2 separate regions of the Gossypium hirsutum genome follow, and region 1 is linked to region 2. A link is a contact called in public Hi-C data. All regions are on one chromosome and are shown on one strand. Each heading gives the region's core, a stretch centred on a gene start, on an enhancer-like site or on the middle of the called end of the contact. The rest is flanking DNA. Distances are from core to core; before and after follow the strand shown.

Region 1 (7,568 bases), core at 474-2,973, 190 kb after region 2:
TTGCCTCACTTCTCTCTCTTTGATACAACACTCCATCTCCTAATAACTTCTAACACTATCTGATTCCATGTATCTATAGGACCTGGAAGACACCAATGTACACAGTCGTTCTGAACATGTTCTTGAATGCCATTAGCGAATGGAAATGGATACATATAAGGCCCGGGATGACCATCTGGTCTCATTAATGATAATTTGGTCACATCCAATGTCTCTAGTCTCAATCCTTTGAATTGCTTAGCATTTACCTTAGCAGCTTCCATTTCTTCAATGGCAATTGATCTCATATCTGCATCCATTCCTTCAACCATCTTTTCTCCTTCCTCGTAAGGCTTCGTCTTGGGACAAGCACCAGCCTTATCCCATTCACCTTCAAAATGTGAAGGTGAAAAAGAGGTTAAAAACACATCAATTCCATTACCATCAGTAGACTTCCTTTCAATTATTGCCTTAAGTGCGGCCTTTATGGCCTTCCTCATCACATCATAAAATCCAATCTCAGTGTGATTTAGTCCAGGGCAGTAATGGCAACCTAAAACCGAACCACCCTCATAATACACTGCTGGATGAAGAAACCAATGCCCTATTGAGAGTACAACCATATCTATATGCTCTAAATCAGATCCCCACCTCTCATCAACAACATCTACATACAATTCATTATGATCTGGGCCAGTTTTTGATTTCTCAACACCTTTAACCAGAAATGGTGACCAATAAACTGATACAGTAATGTTATGAGAAGAAAAATGCCATCTACGAAACTTGTTATCCTCCCCAGTTTTGTAAACCAGGTTAGGATAGGAGGCAGTGGCTAGCATGCAAAGAAGTGATTCCAATTGGTTCCTAGCCATCGAGTCACCAACAAAAGCTATATGCTTGTTACTAAGGAGGTTGAAGAAAGTGTTGGGATCAAACCTTGGGAGATTGCATTGGCTTGGTTGCCATCTCCAGTAAAGGTAACCCAAGTCAGGTCTCCCGTGTGTGATGCAATTTTGACCTTCCTTAATTGTACCACAGGTTGTGCCATTGTATAAAGGCCCCATCTTGTCATGTACCCATCTGCCATAGGTGTAGTTACATGGAGTTTCATTAGCTATTTCCTCTTCTGCAAAAAAGCAAAAACAAAAACTTGTTTAATAATAACACCCATATTTAAAACAACTAAAAATAAAAGAACATAAGTCAAGAAAAGGTAAAAAAGTCTGACAACTTTTATGTTTTACTCTATGTACCTTTAGAGAAGGATGAAGGAGGAGGTGAAGAAGAAGAAGAAGAAGAAGTGGTGAGGATGATGCGGTTGGGGTGAGGAAGCTGATCTGAGGTGGATAGAGGGAAAGGAAAAGGGTGAAAGTAGAAGCGAAAAACAGCTATGGGGAGGAGAGCATAAAGAACATAGGGCAACAAATTCCTGGTGAGTGAACGAGAGTGAGATTGGCCTTTGAGTGGACTTGTTGCCCCCATTTTTTACACACACTCTCCACCTCTTCACCTGTGTTTTCTAGGTTTCTCTAAGCTATGGCCACTGTGGAGGTCAAGCCACAAAAGTGTTCTTGAACTAGCGGCCGGAGAGGAAGGGAGAGAGAGAAATTATAATAATAAAAGAAGCTTATGACTTTATGCAGAGGCTGGGGTGGTGTTCCAATGACATCGAAAGAATCTTATTAATCTACGATTATTATAAATGTGAGTTGGACAACATAATACAGCTAGCGAGAGGTTGTTGTTTACCTTTTGTCATGTCTCTCTGTCTTATATCTCTGTATAAAAAAAAAACACTAAACATGTTCCTCATGAACAACCAAGCATGTTTATCCTAATTAATAGTGTCAAAAATCCAAAATCACCCTTCTATTAAAAGGCAAAATAATTTGGTTTATAAGGGTAAAAACTAGAAACAAAAATTCTGGAACATGGCTATACCTGTGCCTATAGCAATAACAGCCAAATGTCGTCTTTTTTTTTTTCCTTGTTTGAGCTAAATGATTTGTATTTACCATTCAAATCAATGAAATGATAAAACAATATACTTATAGCAAGCTCTCTTAATTGGATGGCATAATAAATCTCAAAATTCACGGGATTCAGATTACACTTTTTCCAACCTAATCCACTGGTGATGGTATTTACATTGCAAGCGGTGATTAATTAAGCATATGATATAGACGGTGACACCACAAGCCATAAACGTGATCTTAAGAAAAAGCATACAGGAATGCCTTTTTCCTTCCATCACATCCCACCTAAAACCCATCATGCATACCTGGTCCTGGACCAGAACGAGTTATTATTAAAAAATTAATTCAATTAAAATATACGCAGATTATTTTTGACTTTTTGGATTTATTTAAATTGAGATAAAACTGGAGTCTAAATTTTTATTCTTTTTAAACACATTAAAATTTTGAGTAGGTTCGTAAACGAAAAAGAAAAAGTCTGCCAGAGGCTGAAGGGGCGTGTGCTAATCGCCTCCTGATAAAGTTAGATGCATTGAATCTTGTATACCTACTGCCACTACTTTTTCATGAATTGGATTATATATTACTTATTTTCAATTCCATAAATGAATTAATTAAAATTTATAATCCATTCAACCGAATCGGTGAATCATCAGTCACAACTTGATTAGAAGTTATTCTCAAACTTCAATTATTGATTACTTTAAAATGGTAATTTTCTTTTCTTTTTTACTTTGACTCACTATATTACATTTTATTACTTTTTATAATATACACTTTAAACTTTATTTAAACTAAAAACAAACAAATAAATAAAAATCACTGTTGTAGTTTTTGTAATGTTATAAGCTTGTTCGAATAAAATATTTGATTAATTCAAAACTTTAAATAAATTTTTATTTGACTGACTAACGATTAAGTGTTTTAAAATTTTTGATTAATTGATAATTTAATTTAATTTTTAATCCAACTCATCAGTTGAATACCACTACAATAAGAGAGAAAACCAAGCGATCTAGAAGGGAAGCATTGCTCTTACTTCTCTTGGCTAACCAATTGCTTTGTTCTCTTCCCTAAAAGCATGATTAAACTTGAAATTTGGACAAGAGGCAAGCAACATATGAATGTCTAGCCTTGACTTTTCATGGAACATCATTAGCACCATTGAGGGCATAATGAGTCTCGGCTTATCTGATTTCTCGATTTTCGATTTTCACTTTTGACTCTTCATAAATTCATACCCAAACCTCAACACTTCAACCATTGATGTCGTCGAGCAAATGCATCAATGCATTGGTTTCGTTGATGATTCCTCTCGAAGAGTCTTAGGTAAATGCTACTAGACTTGCTTGTTTATTCCAAGGGCTAAAATATTTATATAGTGTAAAATTTGATGCCGTATAAATTTAAATTTTTTTTCATATTTTAAGTACAAGTTATTAAATTAATTTGAATAAGTAGTTTTGGTTATTCGGGTTTGGATTAAGTTGATTTTTATAATTTGAATATTTTGTTAATTCGAATATTTGGTGCAAATATATGTAACAGCTCAATTTTCAATAGTTTTGGAACCTCAATTCTGATATTCGTAATATTTACGAGGTTAGTATAAAGTTTAATTAGAGTTTGGTTCTTTACTTTTGTTAATTGGGTAGTTAACAAAGGTACAAGTGTAACAATCTTAAAGTCAATGGTATTGGAAAACAAGGTATCAAGACATCGTTTTCGTAAACCAAGCCCGTAAATATTTATATTAAATATTTAAATTTATTTTATAAGTAAATTAAATTTTAGATAGGTAATTTTATTAAATTAGTGACTAATTAAGGTACAATGACTAAATTATAAATATAGTAAAATTAATTGCTATAGATTTTTAATTAATCAAAGGACCAATTAAAAATTTGGACCCTTACAAATATGCCAAATGGTGGTGGGAATTAGCTAGTATCCACCAATTTTTGTTAATTGTTATTAAGATTAAGCTAATTAAAATTAGTTAAATTAATTAAGGTTAACTAGATTTAATCAAACTATATACGTTAAAGAAATGATTAAAAAAAAAGGTTATTTTCTTCATCATCTTTTCAACCCGTAGGAAAGAAAGAAGAAAAACTATTTTAAAGCTCAACATTTAGTCCTTTGATTGGTAAGTTCGATTTAATTTGTTTATTGTAATTTATATGTTTTTGAGGTTTTGAGAGTTTGATTTAGCTAATCAGTACCAATTTGTAAAATTGTTAAAATTTTCAAAAGTTGTCATTGATGAGTTCTTGATGAAATTGATGTTAAATGGTTAAATTTTAAACTTAGATATGAAAATGAACAAAATTGTAAAGTGAAAATTGTTAGTTTTGAACATAGAGACTAAAGTGTAAATATTTCAAAATTGATGTTTAATTACTGTAATTATTGATAATGGAGATCTGTAGAAGGATGAAATTGAGATCAGTTTTGAAATCGAAACTCAAATTAAAAAGTTATAGTAATTTTGATTTTAAGGACTAAATTGAATAAAATAAAAAACTTGTGGGAGCATTTAAAAAATTGAACTATCATCTACATATAGTATGATGATATAAGGTATTTGGAATTGATAAATTGAAATGATTTATCGTATAGATCAGGATTTGAACCAATCGGAGGAAAAGACAAAATTATAGATTAATCCTCGATGTTTTACATGTTTTTGTTAGGTTAGTTCATATGAGACTTACTTTATTAATTCATGTTATGTTTGTATTATATCTTTTTTACTTTTTAGTTCAAATTGTTAGGTAAATAATGTCTTTTGACATCAAAGGGACTAAATCGTAAATATAAAATAAATGACTAATATGAATAGATACATGATGATGATTAAATGTGAAATTGATATATGATTAAGTAGTATGTGTATGATGATGTTACAAGGTTAAAAATGTATATGGGTTGTTATTCAAAATGTGAAAAGTGAGTATACAATTTTAGGGTTTGTAATGATATAGAATTGGTAACGACGCTGATTGAACTTAATAAACAATTAGGATATGAATGGTATGTCATTAAGGTTAAAAATGAAATTGGGTGTTGGTAAGAGATTTCTTTATCGTCGGCTGAGATCCAACATGTGTTGCGAATTCTCGACAACTTAAGTGAGCAGCATCGAATAAAATCTATATAAGCAACCCTAATCCACAACTTGTGTGAGCAAATCGAATTATTCTTTATTGATGGTTGAGATCCAGCACATGTTGCGGATTCTCAATAGCTTGAGTGAGCAACATCGAATAAAGTTTATAAGTAAATAAGCTCTAAGATTGTAGAGGTAAATTAGTCCCCTGTATCCAAATTTAAATTATTATAGTTCTCTGAATAGAAAATGAAAATTAAATGGTAATGAAATGATTGAATGTGAACTTCATTTATTTGTTTTAGTATCGAACAAGGTTGAATAGTATGATGTAAAGTAATTTGGTTGTACATGTATATGAATTTAAATACCATGATCTTGTTATGTGAGGTACTAACCTCCAAGTTGTCTTGTGGAATGGTTTATGAATATATATAAAAATAAGGATGCCTAGAATATGTCGTGATGTGCCTTTGTGTTTCAATTACTTGAATTGTTAAAATGACACGGTAAATTAAGTTAATTTATTATGAACTTACGAAGCATTCGAAATGCTTACCAATTGTTTTTCCCTTTTTTGTAGATTGTTGGGTTGCAGAACTCATTGATCAGATCACCTTAAAGCTCACATTCTCTAGCTATCAATTCAATAAACTTTTGGTTGTTTTAAGTTCGATTATGTGGCATGTACATAGGTATTTATCTATGTGTTACTTGTGAATGATGGTTTGGTTTAAACGTCGGTTAATGTTTGATTTTGGAAAACTAAAGTTCATATATGCAATAGTGTATGTTTTGGTAACTTGTGTAACTTTGTGTTTGATATTTCAATGGTAAAACAAGTATGAAATGATGTAGTATATGTGATGGTAAGAAATGGAAAATGCATTGATGATTATATTGAATTGATTAAGCAAATTTGATATTTTTTGTTTTTTTAAATGAAGACATGTTGGATAGATTGAATTGAAAATGATGTTGTAAGGTCTTTGGTATGTATTATGGCATGATCTTGTGTAGGTAAAGGTGTACAATTATGCTCCAAATGTGAAATTAGTTAGGTTGACATGGAATGAGTACCAAATGGTTACAAAAAACGGAGTCAACATCGAGACTAGCAACTCTCATCGTCGCATCATCAATCGACAGTTTGTGACGTACCGACGTCAAGAGGTTGGATGTCGCAACGTGATAAACTATTTAGCAACATCATGACATTGACACTGAATTTTTAAAACTTTACAAGTTGATCTGAATTCATGCTTGGGTCAACAAAAGAGCTTTCATAAGCTTGATTAAGGCTCGGATTTAGTTGTGAATCATATTATGAATGTGTTTAAGTCATAAATGTTTGTTTATTTGATATATTTACTGTATTTTTACAGATTTTTCTCCGACAATGAATGTGACATCTTGTAACTCAGACCCGGCAATCGGGTAATACACAATACCCATTGCATCCTTGTTAATTTTGAAAATGAGCTCATTAGTCCCTTCCAAAATAATTACACAAATGTAACACCCTATACCTGGCCCAGTAGCGAAGCCCAAGTAACAAGACGCTACTCCATCATCTCATCACCAACAAAGCATAATACATCTCACTGTCATACGATTAACATCATAATTAAATAATTATCGGAGGTTTAAGTCTAATTTACCCTAGATGAGGTTGAAATTTACTAAACATGCATTAATCGACCTTAAAACTAGTTAGAAACATGCTTAAAGACCATTTAATGAAAATTCCTAAAAGATCACGTAGGTATCGATACTTATTCGATGGTATCGATATTTTCCATAAGGGGTATCAATACCATTAAGAAAATCGGTACCATTTTAGCATTCTGTTTCTCTACAAAATTTAAAGCTAACATTTTATCAATACAATTATCAAAAGTATTTACATTTTCACCTTGAGTATCGATACTCGAGAATTGGTATTGATACCAAATTGAGTTACTGACTTCCTACATGTGACTGCCCTAATTTGAACCTAGTCGGGAAGTGGTTTCGGGACCACAAAACAGATTCATAAAAATAATTAATTGTTATATTCTATGCTTATTATATGTGTACATGCATATATGAAAGTTTCATGCTCTAATTTTGTCATTTGTATGTGAAATTATTAAATAGGACTTATGTGAGACAATTGTGAAATGTGATAGCTAAATTTAAAAGTGGTCTATTAATGCATGTTATAAAAAGATGGGACTTGCATGTCAAATATCTCTTTTTGACAATAGTGGCCGGCCAAGCTCATACTTATGGGCATTATATGCATGGGTTAATATTATTATATTAAATAGTGGTAAGAAACATGTAATAAAAAAATTGTGTTAAATCAATGAAGTGAATAAAACAAAGAAAAGAAAGAAAAGTGTTCATCTTTTTTATTTCTTTGGCCGAAAATTCTAAGAAGAGAAGGGAGGGGAAACAAGCATTCGGCTACTCCTTTATAGTCTTGAATAAGGTAAGTAATTCATGTTAGTTCT
Region 2 (7,161 bases), core at 3,857-6,356:
AAAATAAATTTTTAAAATTTTTAAAATTTTAAAAAATTAATTAAATGCTAACATGTTATTCAAGTGGCAATTCACGTGTATGCTACGTCAACAAAGTTAACAAATATTAACTTTTCCATTCATTTTAAAGTGACTTGAATAAAAAATTACAAGTTTAAGGACTAAAAAAAAGGATAAAAAGTTAAAATAAATTTTTTTTTTGTAAAATTAGAATTAAAAAAAATCATTAATATAAAACATGGCAGATAAAAAAAATATCTAAAATAGCAGCGCGGACGCTTCGCTAGTGAGTAAAGTAGAATAAACGACCTTATCAAGCATTTGTAAGCTAATGAATAACTTGAATTCTGCGTAAATTTTGAGTTGTAGCAAATCAGTACATATATTTAATTATTTTCTTCTATTAGCCTTCTTTTATCGTTTGTTTTGTTATTTACCCTCCTAAGCAATTATTAAAATAATTTTTATATATGAATTAAATTATATTTTAACTTGAAATATCATACATAATAAATAATTAAATTTACCATCATAATTAAGTTTTATGTGAATTTTAATAATATTTATTTTTCACCTGTGCCATAAATTTAAATCCATGTAAACTTAAGATTGCTGGCTTCCAATTTATGTAATGAGAATCTAGAGTACCAGCCTCGGCCTGTAGGATTAATCATAGAGATTTGGCTGAGAAGTTTAGGTCCCTTGAGGCATGTGGATGGGTCAGTATGCTTATTATAATGCATTTAAGGTAGGGCCATTGTGAATGTCGACCATAAACTTCAACCATAAAATCAAAAACAATTAAGATTATGGCCCGTAGTTAACTAAAGATTTATATTTTAAAGATTTTTTTGGCATTTGATACATCATTAACAATATTACTATTTTCCCAATGGTGTGACATAATTATTGATGCCGAATTAGAAGAAAACATATAGCCAACTTTTTTAGTTTAAACAAATAGAAAAGAAAATTTAAAAATGAGAGAAAGGAAAGCGTATGTCAGCAACTCCGCCTCTGGTTGGAGGTGGAATCAGATAACTATTTAACCGAGTCGCTTTTTCACTTCCAAAGTAGCTTCACCCTTATTCCAAGGGCTACTCTGAGGCTATGGTTGCCTTCTCCTCATAAAATAAAGTCTTTTCTTTCTTTATAAATAGCATCCCCACACACACGCAAGCACAAGGCCACACACACAGTCCCAGAAGAACAAGCGAGCAACTTGACTTTATGAGAGGCTAGGCTAGGCTTCATTACCTCTCGTTGTTTTGTGTTTTTGATTTATCGACCAAACCAGAGAAGATGGTTGCAGAGACGAGGAGAGAGAGAAGGAGTGAAGTGGCACCATTTGCGGTGATGCTCATAATGGAGGGTTGCACCATAGCATTGACGATATTGGCCAAAACAGCCTTAACGGCTGGGATCAACCCTTTTGTTTTTGTGGTGTATACCAATGCTGTTGGCTCCATTCTCCTACTCCCTTTTTCCTTCCTTTATCATCGTGGGGAAAGGTGTGTCTGTGTCTCCCTCTCTAGGCTCTACATGTATCTTTACAGGACGTATGCATATGCTTTATTTTCAATTAACCCACTTCTTCACCATTGTTTCTTTATCATTAATTGCAGAATAGAACAATCGCTCTTCACCTTCCCACTCCTCTTTCGTATTTTTTTCATGGGTTTAACAGGGTAGTTTTCTCTTCTTTTCTAATGTTCCTGCTGCTACAAACTGTCAAAGCTATTTTCAAAGTGAAGATTGATTTTTTATTTTTATTTTTTTATATCCTGGTGTTGATTTGTAGGGTTGCAATCTCTCAGAACCTTGCGTTTCTCGGGTTAAGCTACAGTTCACCAATCGTTGTATGCGCAATGGGCCTCTTGATGCCTACCATTTCCTTCTTGCTTTCCATCATTCTCAGGTTCTTAACTTTCTCGCAACCATCTCCATTTTTCTTTCCTTTTTGTTTTAATTTGTCGATTTCAGTTTCTTTTTTTAAAAAGAAGAAGAAGTGAGAAAACATATTTAATATTCAAAGTTGACGAGTACAAACGGAAAACAGTTATCTAGATCCTTTTTCTTTTTGGTTCAAAATACAGATATCTACGGGTTCACCCATGCATGATTCATGATAATGATATAGTTAGAATATTGAATGGTATATATACGGTGACTTAGCTTAGTGTTATTTATTCATCGCGTTTTAATTAAGCTGAAAAATTATTAAAATTTTTTTATAAAATAACAAATATAGTTATGAGAATATATTTTTCATTTTATATTTTATATAAAATAAAAAAGATGCATATAATAAAATTATCATTTACTTTTTATATGATTTTTTTTATAGATATATCCAAATGTGATTACCTTAAATCTAATAATTGATAAACGAAATAACCTATCACTTCCATTATACAATTTAAAGAGTAGAGGAAGTTAAGACCACGGCCCATTGGACTCAATCGTTAGTAACTCCTAAATTTCAAATATTGTAAATAAAGAAAATAAATATCAGTTGAAGGAAGGTCAAAATCATTGTGGTGGGATGCTTAGGAAAAAAGAAACACTGTCTATTGGAACATCTTATTCAGCGTTGGCTGAAATTTCATAATTATCACAGGACGGTAAGGCTGGATTGGAGAAGCACAAGCAGCCAAGCCAAAATGATTGGAACTTTTATATCAATTGCAGGTGCAATTTTTGTAGAACTATACAAAGGCCCGTTTACACGACCATCACCTGTTTCACTTGACCACCACCTTCAAGTTATACCAAAACTTTTTGTTTTCTACTCGACGCCAGATCGTTGGGTTCTTGGGGGTATTTTGCTTGCGGCTGCTACCTTGTCGATTTCAGTATGGAATATTGTTCAGGTACAAGGTTTTGGTCCACAAATAAACTAAGCTCAGTATTTGGTTTTTGTGTCTTGAAACCTTGTCCTCCTTTTATCATTCAAAAACAATAAAACTTTTTTGTTTGTCAGATGGGAACCGTCAAACAATATCCACAAGTGATGAAAGTGGCCTCGTCTTATAGCTTAGTTGGGACTATCCAGTGCCTTGTTTTTTCTTTGATCATGGAAGGAGATCTAGATGCATGGAAACTGAAACGCAAGCCGGATCTCCTACTCATTATTGTGACAGTAAGACCCCCCCCCAAAAAAAAAATAAAGAAAAAAAAAGTGAAATTTAGCTAACACCAAACATTACAAGTTAAAGAAAATTAGTGACTAATAGATTCCATAATGATGGTTATAGGGAGTATTTGGGAGTATTATCCGTAGCAACGTTCATTTAGCATGTACGAGAATGAAAGGCCCTTTTTATGTGCCTATGTTCAAGCCCTTTGGGGTAGTCTTTGCAACAGTTTTCGGAACCTCTTTCTTTACAAACAGTCTTCATTATGGAAGGTAATTAAAATCTTTCTCCCTTTTCTCTTACCTTTCAAATCTTTATATGTTGTTGACACAAAAAGGTTGTACAGTGTGATAGGTACAATAATAGTAGGAACGGGATATTATGCTGTGATGTTTGGACAAATCAGGGAAGAGGAACTTCGTAAAGAGCGTGAAGTTGGAACAGTGAGTGATATTCCAGACCTCAAGGCCCCTCTGTTGCAGGAAAACGAAGATGCCCAAGTCTAGAGCCAGGCCAAGCAACCTCTACAACTATTATTGAATTAAAAAATCAAGTGGAAAGTGTCCCTTTTTTTCTGTCAAAAAAAAGAAGGATTCAACAGCAAGAGGCCTGGCCTGTCAAACCAGAAGGTGCTGTGATTTTGTAGAAGCCCCTTCTATTACATGTACATACATTTGATAGGATGGCCTTTCACTGTAAAATGTAAATCTTCTTGCTGTGTTTTCCCCCCTACTTGTTGGAGGTTCGAGGACAGATTCTTAAGTTTTAAATGACTCTGTCATATGTGGTTTCTGTGTGAATAAAAAACAGTGAAAAAAATGACAAAAATCGTATATGTTGTATTTATGTATTGGAGTGTTTAAAACAGCTATGGTGTTTGTTTGAAGGTTTCTTTAATTTGTTTACTTGCTCATGTAATTATCTCTTGTTTGCTGCATTTTTTTTCCTTTTACCTTTTTGAATCCAGAGCGCAACATAAGTTCACTGACAAGACAATATAGAGGAAATTAAGAAAACCCATGGCAATACATAAATTAATATTGAAAATACAAAGCAACAGGATTACTTTGCAGCAAGAAGTCACCACTCAACAAGATGAACTAATTAAGGATGGATCCTAGACAAATATTCTGAAGTGGGATCCTTGCATGTTATTTTATTACTAAGAAAACATGAGAGAATCCATTAAACAGGGCTAGGATCATGCATGGCATGGCATGGCATGGCCTGGCCTCTCTAAGCCTTACCGTGAAGATAGTCATCGATCTCCTTAAAGTTCTTCACTGCAAATTCCTTAATGACGCTTGGATCAGGGATCTCTTCACTTGCCTTCTCAAACTCACAGGACCATTTAACCAAGCTCGACTCTCCCTTGGGAACCACAATGATCTTGCCAATGAAAGTCTTGTAGTATTTCAGGAGATCCCCATCAATGATGCTGTAAACATATTTCTTCTCAGCTTCATCCACTGATTCGATTCTCTCTTTTGATACCTTAACGATTGGAGACCCTACCATGAATCAAACAAAAATGCAAAAAAAAAAAAAAAAGAATTTGAAGTCCGACCCTTAGGTACATTTGCATCAATGAATGCCTCGTACTGCATTTAAATTGGCAATTTAAGTTACAGTTTTAGTTACCTTCGGCATAGTTAATAAGACGAACAGATCCAGGGGCCTTGCCATCGCCTTCTAGCACTTGAATGCTCTTGTAATCATGGGACAAGGCTTGAGGGAAAATCGTGGTGGAGTCCCTAATGGTTCCCCACACTTTTTCTGCAGGAGACTTGAGCTCGAAATCCACATGAAGCTGCCCACTGGAAGCCATTGCTGTATTTGCTATTGTCTATATGCTAAAAGGGAGAAAAAGGCAGAAAGATTGTTGACATACACCTCGTAGCATAGATGTGTATATATAGTAGCAGAAGAGATAAGTGGTTTCTAAATGTCGCATTAAATATCTTTGGTACAGCTTCAACTGCCCATCCGGAGGCACAAGCACGCACCTAGCGAGGGAGTTGGTCGGGGCCCATTATTTGTGGCGTTCACTGATGCAATTTCAAAGCTAGTAGGTGAAGCAATAACTAATGGATCGTAGTGTAAAATATGTCATTTCAACGGGTTAACCCAAAAAAGCAATAAAATGTATTTGAAAATATAATTTTCTATTTTAAAACAAAACATGCTAATAAGAATGCAAACATATAATATATTTTATAATTACAAATATTTTTATTAATAAAACTGGCTAATGATGAATGCAAGTCTTTTGGATAGACTTTTCTAATAAGCCAATTTTATAAATAAAAATTATTTTAGAATATATTTTAATAACATGTTTAAATAGATGAAACAAACCAAACGAACTTTAATACAAAACACGGCTTAACATTTGATAAATTTAAATTAATTATTCAATGTTGTAGGTGGACCATCCTACTAGATTTGATTCAAAGATGAACAAATTAATTACTTGAGGCAATGTATACATTTATTAATCTAACAAGAAAGTAATATATAAGTTATTATTAAAAAACAAGGTATAAAAATATAAATTATTATTAATGAAACTTTATTATTATTTATTTTAGAATTTTAAATTTTTAAATTTAAGTCTCGAAATTATGTATGGATTAATTAATTAATTGAGTTGAATTACTTTTACATAAGCTATCAATTTAATACTTGTAATGATTTAATTTTATTTATGATGATTGATATAATTTGTTAGATCTTTTAGTTCATGATTTATTAGTTGTAACTTCAAATATAAATATATATATATATATATATATATTAGTATTTAATTAGATTATTCATTTCGTTAGAAAATTTTAAAATTAAAATTAAAATTTATTTTTAATATGATGAATTACTTGGCTAAAGAGAGTATATATATGAAATTATAAATCTTAGTGAATTATTATTTAACAATGCTAACAGTGCTTTTGGTTTTTAGCTAATTCAGTTGTAGTAGCGAGAAAGATTCATTAGCTCTCAGGGCTTCTCGAAGATGAAGTGATTTTCCTTTTAGATGGGACAAAATGATTGAACAAGAAATCAAAGTTGGGGGAAAATTTAAGTGAATTGAACTGCATGCCAAAGAGGTTGGCGCATAATCAATTAGTCGCTAAATTAAGGAGTAGTTTTTATTACGTGCATTATAGTCAGATTGAATTTATATGTGTTGATATAAGATATCAACGAGGTTGAAAAAAAAGGAAAGTATGGTAATGATGTTGGAAAAAGAGGAGGAGATGATATCGAGGAAGATTGATTCATCAATGTCAGGCTAAGATTCGGAAAAGTAGGAGGGTGGAGGGGAGAATTGAGAGAAGAGGATGATGGCTTAGCCTTTTAGGCTTTGTTAAAAGGAAAGGAGAGACCATTTTTTTATAATGTGCTTTGAGGGTATTTATAGGAGAGGTGATAATTCTAGGGTGGTCCTCTCTTGAAGATTGCACACTTGTTAATAACAGATGGCTTAAAAAAAGACTCGACCAGGTGGCCAAGAATGGATGGTTCCTTCTGTGGGAGGGGGGGAGGGGGAGCTAGTAGGTCAATAAGTGACCATTTAGACAATACAAGGCAGAGGGTTACTCGTGGATCTCTCCGACTGGTTTTCGTGTTGTCACATGTCCCTATCAAGGTAGAGGTATAATTATAGTTCCCTCCCCTAGTTGAGAGGTAGGTTTCAAAGTGACCGTGCCTCAAGACCATCTATAGGTTGCCCCCATGAGTGGTAGTTGTTGCAAATTAAGCAACAAGATGTGGGATGCAATTATTATCCCAATGATCCGAGAATATACGATACCTTGCAAGGCTATTGAAATTTATGTCTACCCCTTTTAACAATGTGTTGCTGTCAAAGGGCTAGGCCTTTTGTCTCACAATCCGTGTGGCCTTAGGTGATTCCTTTGCTTCAAATGTGCCTAAGTCAGCCTAACTCTCGTAAAGTGAGGATTCTCGCAGAATTCCTCTAAGGCAACAAAATATAAACGAAGCAATCTCAAAGACAAAAGAA

The links. Hi-C and Micro-C count contacts between places; a contact is called where the count stands out from the background.
Region 1: a contact with region 2 is called in a Hi-C map of leaf, with 1.9 times the contacts expected there. The contact joins the promoter of LOC107886596 here to the promoter of LOC107886601 in region 2. A contact is called at or near these places in 4 of 34 Hi-C or Micro-C datasets (callus, hypocotyl and leaf).

What each region holds. Positions count from the first base shown.
Region 1 is chrA03:100,582,001-100,589,568 of Gossypium_hirsutum_v2.1, forward strand. LOC107886596 (protein ALTERED XYLOGLUCAN 4) reads right to left here and starts at 1,724. Exons shown (of 2, transcript XM_016810614.2): 1 at 1,236-1,724; 2 at 1-1,108. The coding sequence starts at 1,464. The coding sequence ends at 6.
Region 2 is chrA03:100,384,924-100,392,084 of Gossypium_hirsutum_v2.1, forward strand. It overlaps LOC107886601 (MLP-like protein 423), which reads right to left and starts at 5,107. Exons shown (of 2, transcript XM_016810618.2): 1 at 4,779-5,107; 2 at 4,145-4,648. The coding sequence starts at 4,965. The coding sequence ends at 4,374. It overlaps LOC107886599 (WAT1-related protein At1g70260), which reads left to right and starts at 989. Exons shown (of 7, transcript XM_016810616.2): 1 at 989-1,511; 2 at 1,626-1,688; 3 at 1,802-1,918; 4 at 2,621-2,873; 5 at 2,984-3,142; 6 at 3,258-3,409; 7 at 3,484-4,042. The coding sequence starts at 1,303. The coding sequence ends at 3,643.